Linked DNA regions of Callithrix jacchus: region 1 is linked to region 2. A link is a contact called in public Hi-C data. All regions are on one chromosome and are shown on one strand. The core of a region is the stretch at or near the end of the contact, and the rest is flanking DNA. Distances in the headings are between cores, read along the strand shown.

What was found. A called contact is a pair of places that touch in the nucleus more often than the background predicts.
Region 1: a Hi-C map of skeletal muscle shows a contact between it and region 2, with 4 times the contacts expected there. The contact joins the enhancer-like site here to the promoter of RICTOR in region 2. A contact is called at or near these places in 2 of 3 Hi-C or Micro-C datasets (both in skeletal muscle).

The regions. Positions count from the first base shown.
Region 1 is chr2:166,559,995-166,566,265 of calJac240_pri, reverse strand. It overlaps RICTOR (RPTOR independent companion of MTOR complex 2), which reads right to left. Exons shown (of 39, transcript XM_078365551.1): 7 at 3,893-3,956. Among named protein-coding and RNA genes, the nearest start is that of RICTOR, 78 kb to the right of the region's middle. Within about 2 kb of position 3,370, at least 1 of the 16 cell types and tissues checked has an H3K27ac peak or open chromatin away from gene starts, as enhancers often do. A contact at or near this core is called in skeletal muscle, where this site is marked.
Region 2 is chr2:166,483,603-166,490,528 of calJac240_pri, reverse strand. RICTOR (RPTOR independent companion of MTOR complex 2) reads right to left here and starts at 5,159. Exons shown (of 39, transcript XM_078365551.1): 1 at 5,089-5,159; 2 at 4,871-4,918.

The sequences.
Region 1 (6,271 bases), core at 2,121-4,620, 78 kb before region 2:
GACACAAAGGAATTATCTAAGGGGAATATCTAATATTTGAGCTGAGTTATCTAAGGGGAATATCTAATATTTGAGCTGAGACTAGAAGATTGATGTAAAAGGTAAGAAGGGCTGGGGCCGGGCGCGGTGGCTCATGCCTGTAATCCCAGCACTTTGGGAGGCCGAGGCGGGTGGATCATGAGGTCAAGAGATCGAGACCATCTTGGTCAACATGGTGAAACCCCGTCTCTACTAAAGATACAAAAAATTAGCTGGGCATGGTGGCGCGTGCCTGTAATCCCAGCTACTCGGGAGGCTGAGGCAGGAGAATTGCCTGAACCCAGGAGGCGGAGGTTGCGGTGAGCCGAGATTGCGCCATTGCACTCCAGCCTGGGTCACAAGAGCGAAACTCCACCTCAAAAAAAAAAAAGGAAGGGCTGGAAATGACGAGTAGGAAGGAAGTAACAATTGTGGTGGCAGTGGTGGGTAGTTTGTCTACACATGGTGGCATAAGACATGACAGATAGAAATGGTTGGTTGGACCAAAACCGGGCTTTGAAGGCCGAAGTAGGCAAGTTGTACTTAAAATTCATGGGTCAATGTAGGTCTGGAAATCTCTGAGAAGAGGGCTCTTGCTCTGGCTTTGCCACTATCTTGCTATGTAATGTATCAAAGGCTTGTGATTCCACCCAATGAATCTCTTTCAAATGTAAAATGTTTGTGGAATTAATTCCTTATTACATGAATAAAAAAATTATATATAAATAAAATGACAGCTCAAATTAAGTGGGCAACAGGCAGAATTTAAATAAGATTAGGAGAAGAATAGTAACAACTGACTAGTAGAAAAATTACGCTAAAAATAAGAGATAAAGCCAGAAAAGAGCTGCCTGCATTGGAAGGGGGAGAGAGAGAAAAAAAAATTAAAAACATGGAAAAGAAAACAGCAGAAAGACAGAAAATTTCCAAATGAATGAGATGGGTAAAATAAGAGAAAAAGTAACATAAGAATTCCTTAATTATAGTGTAAGCTATCCTAAAGCAAAAAATGTTTTTCCTTATCCTTTAAGATATAACAGACTAATACTTTTATTATAAATTTTAAGAGTTTTTGGAATGCATACAAAAAAATCTCAGTGATATAGTAATTATAATATTAAACATTAATTTCTACTGCAGGTTGAGCATCCCTAATCTGAAAATCCAAAATGCTCCAAAATCAAAAACTTTTTGAACACTGATGTGATGCCAGAGGTAGAAAATTCAGCATCTGATAACTTTGCTTTCTGATGGTTCAAGGTATATAAACTTTGTTTCATTCACAAAAGTCTTAAAAATATTATACAAAATTACCTTCAAGATATGTGTACAAGGTGTATATGAAACATAAGTGAATTCTGTGTTTAGATTTAGGTCTCATTCACAAGATCTTATTGTATATACAAAAATATTCCAAAACCCCAAAAAAATCCAATGGGAATGGAAAATACTTCAGGTCCCAAGCACTTTGAATAAGAAATACTCATCCTATAATTCTGTTGCCAAGGTTTTACTTTAAAAAAAAAAAAGTGTGCTTCAGATAGTAAAAGTACTAATGAAATTATAGTTTCTCTGGCCGATAGAGGCCACTGTTCGTTCAGCAAATGTGCTCTCACTCTAACCTTTTTAGCTGAAACCAAGGAAAGGCCCTGTGCCACAATTCTTCCTCTGATCCTATATCCCACTACCAAATACCAGTAATTTTCCTCTTCTACAATTCACAAATGTATGTGAGTCAACTACTCTGCATTTCAGAAGACAACCAAATGAAATGATACTTTTGTTATGGTGCTATTAAATTACTTTTAAGCAATTAAAAACTGAGCTACTTTAAATTCAATTTTAACTTGTGCAAAAATAGAAAACTGAAGTAAAACATTTACTATAAAATCCCAAGTTGAATTAATTGGTCTGAATCCATTTGAAATTGTCTTTTCTTCCGACAGCAGTCTCTAGAGCAGTAGTGCTCAAAATGTAGACCAGGAAATTCTGAGGTCCTTAAGATAATTTCGGAAATTCTGCATAGCAATAAAAAGACGTTATTTGTCCTTTTTACCTTTATTTTCTCACAAGTGTGTATTAAAGTTTTCTAGGGACTCCACCACATGTGTAATCACAACAGACTGAATGCAGAAGCAAATATGATAATCCAACTGACTTGTATATCAAAACAAAATTAAAGAGAGTTGCAAAACTCTAAAACAATAGCACTCTTCTCATTAATTTCATTTTTTGAAAAATACAGACATTCCTAAGTGTCCATCAACCAATGAGTTGATAAAGAAAATGTGGTGTTATACACTATGTAATATTACTCAGCCATAAAAGCAATGGAAATAATGTCTTTTAAAGCAACTGGATGGAGCTGCAGGCCATTATTGTAAGTCAAGTTAACTCAGGAATGAAAAACCAAATATTGTATGTTCCCTGCTTATAAGTGGGAACTAAACTATGAGTACGCAAAGGCATAAGAATGATAAATGAACTTTGGAGACTGGAGGTGGTGGGGGAGTTTGGGAGGAGGTTAGGTACAAAAAGATTACATATGGGGTACAGTGTACACTTCTTGGGTGATACGTACACAAAAATGTCAGAAATCACCGCTAAATAAGTTATCCATGTAACTGAAAACCACCTGCTCCCCAAAAACTATTGAAAAAAGAAAAAAATACAGTTTCATAAGAATGTTGTTTGTATTTAATGTGTTTATTAAACATATTAATATATATTTTTATTCCAAATACGATAAATTCTGACATATATAACCCAAATAATCAAAAAATTGTTCTAGGTTCTTCAAAACCAAATTTTGTTTTATCTTGAATTCTCAGTCATAGAAGGAAGAATTGTATAAATAAAAACAGTACATTTTTAAAATCTGAATTTGAAAAGTCAAATTACAATCCTAGTGTAACAGTTCACCTATAACAATAGTCTCCTAATCTAATCTCCAGTATCATTCTTAGTTAAATATCAGACTTCTTTTAAGACTTAACACATCCATTTACTTGTTCCTTTCTATGCTCACCTGTGGGTACTATTACTAACTACAAGGTAGACAATTTTAAGAAAAGGGAAGAAGAGGGAACCCTAGCTAACACAGGAATTGAACAGTACACCATTTTGGAACATGCACTAAATTGAAAGGAAGGGGGAAAATAAAGAACTAGAAAATTCAACTGGTAAGTATTTTTAGATGTCTTTATGCAAACAAACATATACTTCATGATTCTCATGAAACATTAAGATGAAATATGACACTTATCTCACTCAGGCTGAGTCCCAACCAAATTTACTCTCAGTTCACTCTCTTTGTTCCACCATTAGGGTATGAAGTAAAACAACAAAGCACTCCCTGAAGGCCTCTCAAGAGAAGCATTATGGATTGTCCTTAACACTCAATCTTCGGGAGTTTAGGCTATGACCTTTTATCCTGTACAAGGGCCTGAATTGTTTATTGCAACTGCCCACAGACTGTATCCAAATTCATCTTCAAAACAATAAACTTCTATTTGTGACATCCATTTAATAGTATTAATTAAGAGAAAATCAGGATGGGGAGCAAGCAATCCTCTCTCTCCAGTAACTTATCAAAGCAGTAATTACATTTACATGTCTATTGGAGGAAGAAATAGTCTTCACAGTAAACATTTATAAGAAATAATGTCCTAGCTATACCCAATCACATAGAATTTCACAAAAGATTTATGTTTACCTCAAAGTTTAATGAATTTATTTAATATATAACTGTAATATAAATGTTTAATAAAAGTTTAGTCTTTAATCTTAATAAAGATTTCACAAAACAGTCTAATTTTAAAATGTAAACATAAAAACCATAAATTTGCCTTTTACTCTCACACATAGAGCATACCTTTCTGACTAATCGAAGTGCTTGTGTCCTCTCTACCTCGTTGCTCTGTTGTATGTCAATGCACCTAAACAATACACAAAATATAAATCATTGATAAAATTCTGTTAAACAACTTTTTGTATAATAATACTGCTAGATGAGACGCATTTTCACAATGTCAATATGGTATATTAAAGTTTTAGTATATGATTTCTCAGTACCAGCATATATTTAATTAACCTAATAACTCTAGTGATAAATATCTGTCATTTAAAAGACCAATTTTTTCTTTTAAAACCTCAGCAAAGAACAGTAATTTATAAGACTACATCTATTTATAAAGAAAAAATAAAGCATAAAAAGTCTACTAAAAAAATTCACTTATCCATGATAAAATTCAGACATTTTATAAAAATTGTAAAGAACAATAGTTCAAGGCTGTTTTCATTTAATTCAGATTTTAACCAGGGCTTAAGCTAAATTAGGCACTATCCATAAAAATTCTATTTTACCAAAATATAATCTGAATTCTTAATTCACTTCAAATATTGATGTCCAAACAAATATCACCAAACTGACATTTCTTTGTAAAATTTATTAAATTATCCAATTTTGAACATCTTTTATTTATGTAGAAGCATAAGTTTTATTTAGACAGTTCATTATTCTAATCAATGCTTTATATAGAGAGAGTTTGCTATTCAAAAAGCATTTCTTCTATCTGAATACAATTAATCTAAGGCAACTCTATTAAAATATAAATGGACACAGAATTCCATTCCTGGCCATGATAGAGATGCGAGGTTGAGTATCCTGCCAAAAACTACCATAAAGGTTTTTTTAAAAAATTTACAGTATAAAACAACTGTTCAAAGGGCAATGAAGAATAATCTCTGAAAAACGAAGCATAAGTAGCTCCACTATCAACCAGACTTTTTCCCTGGGTGCATTTGTCAATCTCTGGCCTTGTGGGCAGAGTCCTAACAGAAAGCAGAAATCTGGCTGTACTGAAAAGATACAAGTTTAACTTCAGAACAGCCAAAGTAGTTGGCACTTGAGGGGTAAAATCCTCGAGAAGAAAACGGAAGAAAGTGAACTAAAATCTGCATGCAGAATTCTCTCCACAACACTTGTCATCAGCTGCACTGTGCAAAAGCAGAATTACACTCTAAAAAACAAAGGAACAGGGTATAGATGTTAGCAGGAACACAGTACTCTAAGAAATGGGTTAGGGTTCAAGACTGGTTAAGGTAAAAAGATTCTGCTCAATATCTACACTGTAACTTGAGATCCCAAATAGCCACTTCTAGGAGCAAAGGCAAATCTTAACTTTAGCAGAATCAGTGTAATAAGCCAACATTCTATAACAAAACTTAACTCTCTTAAAAGGAAAATAACATGATCCTGAGACAATTTTGTTTTTTTGTTTGTTTGGGGGGATTTTTTTTTTAATTGTTTTTGAGACAGAGCTGGTGCCTCAGCCTCCTGAGTAGCTGGGATTATAGGTGCATGCCAACATGCCTGGCTGATTTTTGGTGTTTTGTTTTTTTGTTTTTTTTTTGAGACAGAGTTTCGCTCTTGTTACCCAGGCTGGAGTGCAATGGCGCGATCTCGGCTCCCCACAACCTCCGCCTCCTGGGTTCAGGCAATTCTCCTGCCTCAGCCTCCTGAGTAGCTGGGATTACAGGCACGCGCCACCATGCCCAGCTAATTTTTTGTATCTTTAGTAGAGACGGAGTTTCACCATGTTGACCAGGATGGTCTCGATATCTTGACCTCGTGATCCACCCGCCTCGGCCTCCCAAAGTGCTGGGATTACAGGCTTGAGCCAGATTTTTGTTTATTTAGTAGAGATGGGGTTTTGCCATGTTGGCCAGACTGGTCTCGAACTCCTGGCCTCAAGTGATCTGCCTGCCTCGGCCTCCCAAAGTGCCAGAATTACAGGCATGAGCCACCAAGCCCAACCCTAACATTTTAATATCAATGTTCAGATTCTATCAGACAATATGAGGCACGGTTTAAAACAGGACCAAGAACCAAAAACTAAGAAAAATAATGGCACTACAAATAGAACACAGGTGAGTCACATATTGGAGTTGTCAGAGGGGACACTTCAAAATAACTATGGTTAATATGCTAAACAGAAGATGAAGAAATAAAGCAGAGACTTGAAATCTTTAAATAAAACTAAAATAAACCATAAATAATCATAACTGAAATTAAGAATTCATGAGAGTAATTTACTAGCAGGGTAGAAGATTTTTAATAAATATAAGTAGAGAGTAGGCATACTGAAGTACAAAGATTCATCACAGCAAAAGGATGAAAACCACAGTAACAGCATCAGAAATGTAGGACAATGAAAAGATTCAACATGTGTACAGATGGAGTCCCAGTCAA
Region 2 (6,926 bases), core at 3,910-6,409:
GGCTGGGCGCGGTGGCTCACGCCTGTCATCCCGGCACTTTGGGAGGCCGAGGCGGGTGGATCCGAGGTCAAGAGATCAAGACCATCCTGGTCAACACGGTGAAACCCCGTCTCTACTAAAAATACAAAAAATTAGCTGGGCATGGTGGCACGTGCCTGTAATCCCAGCTACTCAGGAGGCTGAGGCAGGAGAATTGCCTGAACCCAGGAGGCGGAGTTTGCAGTGAGCCGAGATCGCACCATTGCACTCCAGCCTGGGTAACAAGAGCAAAACTCCATCTCAAAAAAAAAAAGGTTTTGTGACATCTTTCATTATCACTCCATATCTCCCACTTTAAGCCCATGCCTAGCATAGTACCTGGTCCCTGTGAAGAACCTAACAACTGCTTGATGAACATGAGAAAACTGAGTCAACTGGAGGGAGAAATGAAGATTTTAGTTCTACAAAGAATCTTGAGGAAACAGTGTAAGAAGTCTAAAAATTTTTTTCCAAGCTACCCTTGGAAAGGAATAGCAATGCTTTATTCTCTGAATCAGGGTAAAAGAAGGTAAGTCTGGGGAGACAATTGAGGAATTCACACTGGATGGGCAGTGTGAATTTATTTATAAAGAAATAAACTTTATTTATTTATAAAGAAATAAAGTTCACTGCATAGAGTGGGGGGAGCGATCTGAAATCCAAAGAAAGCGAATTAGACAATTCTTCCGTTTAAATATGTAACTGACTTCCTTTCTGTAGCCAGCACTCTGGTCCAGTCTTTTATCATCTATCAGATTATATCAGCAGCCCCCTAGGCAGCTCCTCTACTTCCTAACTTTCCCCTTCCCAAAGGGCATGGCGTATTCCCAAGAGAACACATATTTTCTTCCACTATGTCCACCATTATTCTTTTAAGAAGTAAACCCTTCTATGAGACTTCTCTGACCCTCTACCCACCAGTTAATCCTTCTCTCCTCTACTATTGGGCTACCTCTGTTTCCTATACAGTTTGTTTACTTAAATTATTTTGTACTTAAATTATTTTTCCATCCACAATCATTTCCTTATGTCTATTCCAATGAACCCCTTAAAAGAGGGAAACAGTTTCCTTGTTTGTATTCTTCCAGCAGTTAATTCAGCATCTGGTATATAATAGATGTTTTATCAATGTCCATTTTGTCTAACTGAACAATTAAACAAATGAGTAAACTCCTATCTAGAAGAAATTAGAAAATGTTAGGGTTCAAATCTACAGCATTTTGGATAACCTTTCTACTTTTCTAGGTATTAAATAGCAACAAAGACAGTTTTTTAGTTCTTAGTAGTAGAAATGTAAAGGGGTTAATCAAACATTGCAAAACTCAACTGTACTTTTAAATAAATTATATTTTAATAATATTTCAACTAGTGTGTCCATATTCTGGGAATTCACTTTGAACACAATAGCAAAAGTCTACCAGGAGGGGTTTACCCAGGAAGAACATAGTATCTTTTCAAGTGACTCAGTACCTGTAAGAGATGCACTACTGGACTGATAAGAGTCTATCCTTGCAGTACAAATGGAAGCATTTGGGTTTCAAAATACATTTTGGCATGCATTATAAACGGTATTTAATAGTATCATTAGCAAATATTGGGGACTTTCAAAATTAAGTAGTTGTCTAAACAAAACTGAAAGCAACAACTACCAATACACTGTAAAATCTACTACAATGAAGTTCCTAAACTAGATAAAAATTAATCCATCGATTTTTAACTGAGGCACTCTATGGATGAACCACAGCACTAACACCAGTACCAAAACCAATGAAATGTCTTCTGGGTCTCAAGAAGCTTGTAAGGCTGGCCAAGTCATTACTAAAATAGTATGCCATTTCCTGGTGTCAGGGAGAAAAATTCTAAGGTTCTATCAAATACAGTATCACATTTTATCCTAAGTGAATATAACAGATTGCACTTCACTCAGACTTAATTTATTGGTAATGTCACAGATTACTTTTTTACAGTTGTTATATTCAAGAACTCTACCTTAGATAGACTGTACCTAATAATCACAACAGTATGTCTCAAAAAAAAGTTCAAATACCATAATTCCTTATTAACAAGTTTATAATACTCAAAACAATTGTTTGAAGTATTTTTTTTTTTTTTTACTTTTTTTTTTTTTTAAGATGGGGTTTCACCGTGTTGGTCAGGCTGGTCTTGAACTCCCGACCTCAGGTGATCCACCTGCCTTGGCCTCCAAAGTGCTTGGATTACAGGCGTGAGCCACCATGCCCTGCTGTTTGAAGTATTTTTAATGTGAGCTTTAACATTCTGATTTCACAATGTAGAATAGCAACTAATGTTAAATATCACAAAGTACCTGGTCTTACACCAAGTACTTTAATGAACAACTAGCTCATTCACTTTTCACATTCTTAATAACCCTTTGAAGTTATCTCTTCTTTTAGAAATGAAGAAATCAGGGGTTAAGCGAGGTCAAATAACGCCCCAAATCACCCAACTATTAAACCTCACAGCTGAGGTTATAACCCAGAATGATGTGATTTTATAGTCAACTATGTTTTCACTACACATTGATGGCTCCTTTAGGTATTATAATGACCATGACCTCTATTTTATAATGAGCTTCATTAGGTATCTATACAATGAATCTCTCAAAGATTAAATTAAAATAATGAGAATAAAAGCAAACACTGCCTTGGCGTTAAACAAAAAAAAATTTTCATTCCCCAAACTTTATCTTTTTACATACTGTAATCTAATCCACAAACAGCTGCCCTTCAGCTGCAACCCAAACTGCCTCACAGTTCTCAAATTATTACTAAACTTTAATTCCTCATGAACTTTCTTCAAGCCTACTTTGAACAATGAAATGTTTGTCACAACAGCAACTTTTTAAAACAATAGTAACACTATAAAATGACTAATTCAGATTAATTCTAAACTTCTTATGATTAAGAAATACAGATCTCATACAATCTCTCACAATTGTTGCAATCAGTTTTAAGTGGCTATGTATATTTTATACCAAACTGAAGTACATTTTGTCAGGGCAAGCAGAAACAGCATTTTCTGCACTGTTTATATTAACCTGGAAACACCTATGGACACAGGTGCTTACTAAATGCTCAGTTAATACAGCATTTTAAATAGTAAACAGAGCACTATATATAGGAGCTCGACGAACTCAATTTAAAACAACTATGTATTTCCAGCACCACATCTAAGCAGGTTTTTAATGCACAAGATAAACTCAAGTTTTTTAAGTGCTCCTTTCACCTTCATCGAAAAACAGAAATGCCGCTATAAAAATTAAATCACTCACTAATTACATCTTTTACAAACCTGAAATTGTAGGAATTATCCTTATTTGTTAGGAAGTTTACTAGTAAATCTATTTTATATAGATTTTTCACGTGTGTTATATTTAGTCAAGTTTCCAAACTGCTGTACAGAAGTCAAAAGCTTTACGTCTTTTTATACTAATTCTCAAAACCTATCTGCTGAAAAACCGTTGGAAATTAGCGCATTGATAATCTAATTAGCAGCCATTTCCAGGATTTAAGCTCTATTACATTGTATTATATTTTAGAAACGGTGCTTGCAAAAGGTCTTAGTTCACCCGAAACTAAGTCCTTGAACTTTCAGAATAAAATATTAAGTAACAAACATGTACTCTTGTAGCCAATGAAAGCTGACCATTCAGTTTTTAAAACAGTAATCTTACACTGTGATATGCAAAATAAAACAAATTAGAAAATACACTATGCTTTCCCTCTAGAGATGAGCCATTGCGAACAACGAGCCCAGGTTTGACAAATTACTGTAGATAAGAGTCATTACGTCAAGCACAGTATAGGGTAAAAAATAGCTCATACAGAATGTTTACAACAAGTTTTGTTGTTGTTGTTTTTACTTCCTAAGGCGTTTTACAGATCTCAGAAACGGATTCTGCACAGTTTAGCCCGGTTACACTTCAAGCTACAGCCCGTGTATGACTTCGTCAGAATCAGTAGACTAAATCCTGTTTACCGTGGAAGAGAAAAGAATCTTGTACGTAACTACTAACTCTTCAACGAGATAATGTCGAATAAACTCTAGTACTGTGAGTGATAGAAGAAACACTGGCTAGTAACCGGATTAGGTCATTAAAAATATAACCCGGGTTTCCCCAGTTCGAAAGGTGTAAACAAACCCATCTCCACTGCAGAAGGTAAACAATGAACCTGCAGCAGGGCGAGGGGGCGGTCTTTTGCCAACTACAGTCCCAGCGGCCCGGGAAAGGGAAGCAGAAGGGAAACAGCATAAACCAGTTAGCAGTAATGACCAGTTCCAGGTTTCACTGTCGAGTTATCAATGCTGCGGGTCCCCACAGGGCTGTGGGCAAAGGGGAAAAGAGTCACGCAGTCAGCAAACACCGAGTAGGTCCGGCTTCTGCTCCGGGGATGGGGAGGGCAGGATGTGGTCGCTCATCCCTCAAACATCCTCCTGCAACCTAAATAACAGCCTTTACCTCCCTCTGGCTGCCCCCAGCTTGGCTGCCGGACTCCGGGATAGGTGCAAACCGCTCCGCCGGAGTTCGAGCCCAGAGGGTCGGCGGGTCCGCCGAGTTCCACTCGGGGCTCCCCCGCACCCGCAAGCAGCCGGAGGCCCGGAGAAGGGCTCGGGCCAGGGAAGCGGGAGCCGGGAAGGGGGATGGGTCCGGCGAGGCGGGTCCGGCAAGGCGGCCCCGGGCTCGGCTCCCGCGGGCAGGCGGGGCTCCGGCTCTGCCCACCGCACCCCGCCGGTCCCGTGTGGGGCCCGCCCCCGCCTCTGGCCCCAAGCCCCGGGCCCGGCTCCTCCCCAGCAGCGCGCCCTCGCCTGTGCCCGCGGCGCCCCGCGTTACCTCGGGTTAGATCCAGCGGGACGTTCTCCTCGCCGCTGTCATTCCGCCCTGCGCGAAACAGACACACAACCCCAGTTAGGATTCGCTCGCAGGCCAGCTGCGGCTGACCTGGCTCCGGCCAGCGCCCCGGCTCGCTCCCCACCCACGGCCAGGGGAAGGCAAGTGCCAGGGGGTGGCGGGCGCCGGGCGGTGGAGAGTGAGGGTTGCAGCGGGCTTACCTCGTACTCGGAGATTCTTCAGAGAGCGGCCGCGGCCGATCGCCGCCATATTGACGGGTTTCAGTCACAACACCGGAAACCTCGCCCAATCGCGCGAGAACCCCTTCCCCTCCCCGCGCGCCGCGCCCGCCCCCCGCGGCACCTTCCCCGCCCCCTTGGCGGCGACGGCTGTGCGGGTGGTGTAGGCTCGGTCCCGGCGCGGAGGGAGCGCGGAACAAATCCAAGGTCTGCACTGAGTTCGCAGCGCCCGCCTGCCCGCCTGCCCGCCCACGCCAGACCCGGAGGGCAAGTCCGCCGGGAGGGGCAGTTCCCACGAGGAAAGTCCCATTGATGCGAGTTGGCAGCGTAAAGGATGCTCCCCTCTGGCCGCCGCGGAAGCAGTCGTCCAAACGGAGGCGAGCAAGGAGGAGGAGGAGGCCGAGATGCGACCGGCGGGCCACCTGCTCATCGCCGGCCTGCGAGTGTCCTGCTTGCTCTCAAGCCCTGCCGTAGACGGCCCCACTCCCCCGTTCATCCATTGAAACAATTTTTATAAAAACGCTGCGCAGTTTTAGTCTCCCTTCCTGGAATCGCTTTGCTCCGACCAAGTTAACACATAACAAAGTTTGTTTTCCAGCCTTGCCCTTGATCTTTCAGAACGCCCCTCTCGGCTAGGAGGGCTTCTCCAAGTGGAAGCGGTTGGGCGGTTTTGTTTTTTTTTTTTGTGGCCGCCAGGCATAGGACGCGAGAAGGGGGTGCATCGGAGGGGGACGCGGGCGGCAGTCCCCGCGGTGGGATCGCGCCAGCGCCGGGAGGCCGGGGAGAGGGGTTTCCTTTGCTAGGAATCGAGGCCAGACTGCTGGGTATTGTGTCCGGCTTTTCTGTCTCTGTAGGTCCTAGGAGCGTGGCTCATGCAGATGTTGGGGATTAATCTATTGTATGCATAAGCCTATTAACATTAGGGATTTTAATTCTAGAAACTGCTTAGTTAGTTAATATATATACATCTGCCCACTGACCCAGTAGCTTTCTTAAACTACATTTATTTTAAAGAGAGGATGAGTGATTTGTCCCCTCCAGTTCCTCAGCTCATCTTTCTATTCCATAAGACTGAAAGTTAATTAAAAGTGGAGATCTTGCTTTAACCATTCTGTTTTACCAGCTCCTAGTTAATGCAATATCTGGCACAAATAAGTATTCAGTAAATACCTGTTAGATGAGTAAATGCCCTGCATTTCTTCTTTGTTCCAATTCTCTGCTTGCTTTAAAATACATGTATATATATATATATATATATATATGTATATGTATATGGGATATTTATTGAAGTTATTAATAACAATTTGGAAACACGTAAATGTCCAAAGTTAGGGATTATGTAAATTATCTCAACCATTTAAAGTGACGAGGTAGACTTAGTAATAGTAATAGGAAATAATGTTCATGATGTTAAGCAAAGATTACAAATTTTCTGTTTTTATAAAGTTTAAATACATACGAAATTAAAATATACCTTATAAAATATTTTATATATACATGTACGTTGAAAAAAGTCTGAAAATATATGTAAAAATGTTAACTGATTTTCTCCCCTCGTTTGTAGAATTACACGTGCACTTTTTTGTTGTTTGCTTGTCTCTACTTTTTAAATGTCCTATAGTTAATATATATCATTTTTAAAATAAATGTTAAAAAGTAGCATCATCCAGAAAAAAAAATAGGAGCACTGCTTCCTTAGGATATTGCCCATTGTCTATATAATCCAGGTTTTTTGTTGTTTTTTTTTAAATCAAGTCAACACTCAGATATCTGCAGCTGATACTGCACTTCAGTTAAGGATGTAACACAATTACAGTGCT